Regions from separate parts of the Mus musculus genome. Here region 2 is linked to region 1. The links are chromatin contacts, called in public HiChIP or PLAC-seq maps. All regions are on one chromosome and are shown on one strand. Each heading gives the region's core, a stretch centred on a gene start, on an enhancer-like site or on the middle of the called end of the contact. The rest is flanking DNA. Distances are from core to core; before and after follow the strand shown.

Region 1 (2,700 bases), core at 60-2,559:
GACGCTACTGAGAAGTCTGTCTCTCAGACACCAACAGGGGCCCAGAGAACCTATAAGAAGAGGAGGTTCCTTCCCTTCAGTTGGCCTCACTAGTATAAAACCAACCTTCACCTGTCAGTCATTCTGAGAGTCTTCCAGTAGCGAGTTCATCTCCAAGGTCACAGGTCAGATGGCCATAGGGCTAACTGACTCCTTGAATCTACTCATTACTTCCTGACTCCAAGATCACCTCTCCCCACACTATCAAGTACTTTCAACTCTCCAGGCAGAATCTTCTTTTCTCCTGGCCTGAAGTACTCTGGGCACATTCTTGAACCGAGTTCAAACTGACAGGATTTCCCTAAAACAAGCAACTCCCTGGATGCCCTGGGAAGCAGTGTGACTACTGGGGGGATTAACATAGCCAGAGCAACGTGGCTCTGGTCCAGGAAGAAAATGTATGTGCTTAAAAAAAAAGGCTGGCTCAGAGTCTTGGGAACCCTATAATCAGAAGCATGCTCACTCTGACAGTTTCAAAAGACCCAACACCCACCTCAGTACGGCCTGGCAAGGGTTCAGAGAAACCCACCCCCTCTTTTGTCTTTTGGATGGAATGCAAAAGCCGAAGAAGACTTCCTGCCCAGAAGGCAGAGAAGGGGCAACCCTTTGCCACTGTACCTTGACAAGGTAGGGGGACACTGAAGGCCAGCCATCCTTCATTCATCTTTGAATGTTACGGTGTCGTCATGTGTCATAAGGCACTGGGTGATAATTCGACATGGCTTCTGAGCTGGTTAAAATCTGCTATCTAATCTTCAGCCATGCTTTTGATTGGTTCTTTGTTTTGTTTTCTCCTTGGAGTGGGGGGGGGAGCTACCCACAGGTTGGAGTGTGGGTGGCTCTTGTCAGGACCGGACATGCAGGGGTGGAGCAGGAACTGAGGAGGCTAAGAGAGAAGAGACTGTCTTCTCCAAGGTCAAGGCCAGTATGCACCCAGCCAGTGGATGGGTAAAGGAAGGGTATGCAAAGATGTTTTGATGGCCAAAGCAAGCAGGATCAGAAATCCTCTTAGTTGTGTACTAGGAAATGATAGCCCAGGTTTGGTAGAAAGATCGGTGTGGCTCTAAGTGTGTGCTTAGTTCCCTTTGGGCTCTTGTTAGTTTTAGTCAGCTTGGCACAGGTCTAAGCCTTGTGGGTGCATAGCTCTCTCTTTAATAAATAAAGATTGGAGTTTGAGATCTGGAAAGAGGGAGTGTCTAACAGCTACTGACAGATACTCTCCTGTGGTCAGCATCTAATCTGTATGCCAGAGGGCTTTCTTCCTGAGAGTTGAGTTCCCAGGTCATTTTGGTGAAGGAAGATGACAAAGATGCTTGCCTATTTGGTCTGCTATGAGCCATATTTACTGTAACTGAGATGGGGATGCTCATAGAAGAATTTAAGTTACGAGTCACACTGAGTTAACTTTTTGGGGGGGGGGAGGGGCAGGGCATCTGGGATATAAATGCTCAAACATTTCCTTAGAAAACTTGATTTTTTTTTTTAAATAACAGGCCAAAATTTGAGATAAAACTAGTTTTGTTGGTTTTCCTATGGCAGTCAGCCTGTCCATGTAGACTCTAATTGAACTCTGCTTGGCTATGGGGATCCAGCATTGATCCCCACCTCTCTCTGTCTCTGTCTCTGTCTGTCTGTCTGTCTGTCTGTCTGTCTGTCTGTCTGTCTGTCTGTGTGTCTGTCTGTCTGTCTGTCTGTCTTGCCTATGACTCCAGTGATGACCAAGCATGAGTGTGGTACTGTCCTCACACCAATGGTCAATGCTGAATTAACACATCAGTGGCTATTCCCCATTCCAAACATCACAGCATGCCATCGGCCATTCAACAAATGCTTGCATGGATTTCTACTTGTCAGATCCCATATCAGGTGCTGAGGAAAAGGTCTGAGACTGTCAGGAAAGATGAGATGGACATGGATCTGAAGGATCTGAGGAGCAGCAGAGTCTGTGGGGCTTAGAAGAGGAGGAGGTGGAGGAGGAGGAGGGAAGATATTGAAGTCTCTGAAGATGTAGGACAAGGCAACCTTGACTCAGTAGGCCAAATGATGCATGGCCACATCTCACACAGCATAGATAAGAGTGATCAGCATATTTGACTCTGCGTGGACTTGAGGAAGAAAGACAATGCAGTCTTTCCTGAAAGAACATGCCCTGCCCTCTCTTGAAGTCCTTGTGATGGGGACCGGTGGGAGATGAACTTGAAGAGCCTGCCTAACTACTAGCTTGTTTCCCTGGGTTTCATCGGATGCTCAATATATTCTGGTGAATGGATGGAAGATTTTGACTTTAAGTAATACATTATAGCAGGGATGAGCAGAGACCTATGACCAAGTCTCAGAAAATATCCTAATGTACGCCTGCTGCTACTGGTTAGGGGAGGAAAACCTGAATTCATTCCTCCATGACCCTGATAACGCCACATAAATGCTGGGCACGCAGATGCCATTTGATTTTCCTCTTCTGTCACACTCTGGGTGTTGTTGTCTACAAGTAATTTAAAAAAAAAAAAGGTGCCGGTCCAAGTAACTTTAAAATGTTGGAAGTTTCTGGCAAGTTCGAATCCCTAGGGTGGGACAGATCAGTATCAGCCAATGTTTCCCCAAACAATAAAAAATAAAAACAAAACCCATGTGAAATAATTTACTAGAGGTAATTTAATATGA
Region 2 (2,700 bases), core at 137-2,636, 34 kb before region 1:
ACGCAATTAAACAGTAATGAGACCCCAATTCACCAAAGCATCGTATTTTCTGGTGCTTTTCATCACCCACTCTGCCCGGCAATTTAATGATGAGTTTAGGATATGATCTCTTCCCATAGGCACGGCTCCCACCTCTGCTATTTTTATTGTACTTGGGTCCTGGAATTTAGATGGCCTAAGTGTCTGAAAAGAGCATAGGCGAGGCTTTTCTAACCAAGCTACTAGTTGCTTTCTGCATAAACCTTGGCTTTGCTGTGACACAAAGCTGTTGGATAGAAGTCTTTAGGAAGGAGCCTGTCCATCATTTGATGGCAGTGCGCCTTCAAGATGGTCCCTGTGATATAACCCCAAGGAAGGACCCCAAATCCTGTGGGGCACAGCAGGTACTTCTTTGTTCTCTGTTTGCTCCAGAATAAATCCTGTCTTGTGTCATGAGGTACACATACCACCCCTCTCTCTGTGGGGTGTGTGTGTGTGTGTGTGTGTGTGTGTGTGTGTGTGTGTGTGTGTTAGTGTTATAGGCTAGAGGTTGACTTTGGGAGCCATTCTCAACTGCTCTGCCCCTCATTTTTATTCTTGAGATGGTGCCTCTCATTGAAATGGGGACTTATTTTGTGTGGCTGGGTGGCCAATGAGCCCTAGGGACCTGCCTAGCTCTGCATTCCTAGATCAGAGGCTCCTGATGCGTGTCACCATGCATGGCTTTTACATGACTTCTGGGGATCAGAAGTCAAGTCCCCATGAGCTTGCAGCAGACTCTTCATCAAATGAGCCCAGACTGTCCATCCTCCCAAGGTGCCTGGAGATTCCTGCAGGAGATACCATAGGTCTTGACTTAGATCTTTAGCTTTCTGGCAGACCCTTCTGAGCCCAACAGCCTTGGAACACACCTCTGCACCTCCCATCCCTTCTTCCCTTCTCAAAGTCCTTCCCTTGGGGCCCTTAAAGGCACCCTTCAGTTTATCTCCAGCTCACTGTAGGGCATCGCTGTGGGATCTGCATATCTCCCAAGTCTCATCTGTGGGATCTTTCGAGAGGCAATTCTTCCAAGGGTGAGTTTCAGGGGGAAGAAAGCTATGAGCTCTAGGGAAAGGAGCAGAGTGTCCTGTCTTTTCCTTGACACAGAGACCCCCCCAATGAATGCATGTATGTGCATATGTGTGGCTAAAAATCAGCCAGCAGCCTACTCATCCCATCTGCCTGTGAGGAATAACAATTCTGAAACAAGTCCCCCCTGGGAACACAGCATCTCACTTATCTGAGTAGAAAGATGAAGCTCCAGTATCTCTGAGGAGAGGGAGCCTGGCTTGGCTAATGGGATTGACAGCATCACTGCTATGCTGTCTAGGTTATTCAGCAGACATTTCCCATAATTGAACAATGGAATCTTCGCAAACAGAATGCCAGGCGGCAGGTCCTCTGTGACATCGAAATTCACTGTGAAGAAACTGAGATGTCATCTTAAAGTTGCACAGGTATTCTTTTAGGGTGTCCGCAAACAGCTCATTGAGAGATTTGGAGGATGGCTAGAGACAAAGGCAAGGAGAAAGCTGGTGCCCGAAGAAAGACCTGGGATTGAAAGATACTCTCAAAGTTGCAGGAAGCCGGGTCTCGAAAAATGGCTCAGGGATCAAGAGCACATACTGCTCCTATAGAGACCTGGAGTTCCCAGGAAACGTGTCAGGTTGCCCACAGCTGCCTGCATCTCTTGTATCCTGGAGTCTGACATCCTCTTCTGGATATCATGGGTACCTGCATTCATGCATATACCCACACACAGATACACATGTATAAACACATTTAAATATATTTATTTAACCATATGTGTGTGTGTGTGTGTGTGTGTGTAATTTTTAAAGAGAGGTGTAGAAACCAGAAGAGAGGGGAAATTAAAGAGAAGAACTCTGAGAATTGTACTTGTAAAGGGAAGGTAGGAAAGGGATACTGGAAATCTGCTCTCTGGCTAGTGAGTTCCGGGAAATGTTGTGTACAGAAGCTGAGGCTATGCCAATCAAGGCCTGTGACGTCACCTGCATCTATCAGTCAATCAAGGCCTGTGACGTCACCTGCATCTATCAATCAGTCTAGCCCCCACAGCCCGAGTGGATTTGCTTGATGTTGTTATATATGTTTTGGTGAACTGTCCTCTCCCGTATGAGAGACTATGTTAATCCTTCAAGTGTTTTCTCCATGGGAACACCTGATTTCCAGCAAGGAGCTGGGCACAGTAACACATGCCTGTAATTCCACTGTTGGAGGGGCTGAAGCAGATGGATTACTGTGGGTATAGAGGCTATGTTGGATAACAGTGTAGTGAGTTCTAGGTCAGCCTGGGTTATATAGAGTGAGACCTCATTTCATAAAAAATACTTATAGAGAAAAGAGTTTATACCAGTAAGAGTTTTTAAAATTCAGGTGCTTGTTAATTAATTGTTTAGTGTTTGTATGCACACACATTCGTGCGTGCAGGTGTGCAAGTGCGCTCATGTCTACTTGTGTAGAGGCTAGAAGAGGGCACCAGCTCCCACGAAGCAGGACTTATAGATGTTTGAAGGTGATTGGCTTGTTATGTGGGTGCTGGGATCTGAACCCTGGTCCCCACGATTAGACAGCAAGTACTCTTAACCACTGAGTTATCTCTCCAGCCCCTCTTTAAGTCTAGCTATAAAAGATATTTCTAACTTGCCTATCACTGTGAGG

What was found. HiChIP or PLAC-seq counts read pairs in DNA pulled down with a chosen protein or histone mark.
Region 2: a CTCF HiChIP or PLAC-seq map of the NIH/3T3 cell line shows a contact between it and region 1, with 21 read pairs. The contact joins the promoter of Runx2os3 here to the enhancer-like site in region 1. A contact is called at or near these places in 4 of 39 promoter capture datasets (frontonasal cranial neural crest, maxillary cranial neural crest, pre-B cells and 1 more), 2 of 15 datasets of contacts at CTCF or cohesin (CD8 T cells and the NIH/3T3 cell line), 1 of 484 Hi-C or Micro-C datasets (the G1E-ER4 cell line) and 3 of 115 datasets of contacts at active chromatin or transcription factors (CD8 T cells, embryonic fibroblasts and embryonic stem cells).

The regions. Positions count from the first base shown.
Region 1 is chr17:44,526,545-44,529,244 of GRCm38.p6, reverse strand. It overlaps a transcript of Runx2 not described here. Among named protein-coding and RNA genes, the nearest start is that of Runx2os3, 34 kb to the left of the region's middle. Within about 2 kb of position 1,309, at least 16 of the 459 cell types and tissues checked have an H3K27ac peak or open chromatin away from gene starts, as enhancers often do. A contact at or near this core is called in the NIH/3T3 cell line and embryonic fibroblasts, where this site is marked.
Region 2 is chr17:44,560,661-44,563,360 of GRCm38.p6, reverse strand. It overlaps Runx2os3 (a long non-coding RNA gene), which reads right to left and starts at 1,386. Exons shown (of 2, transcript XR_876810.3): 1 at 1,255-1,386; 2 at 650-809. It also overlaps a transcript of Runx2 not described here.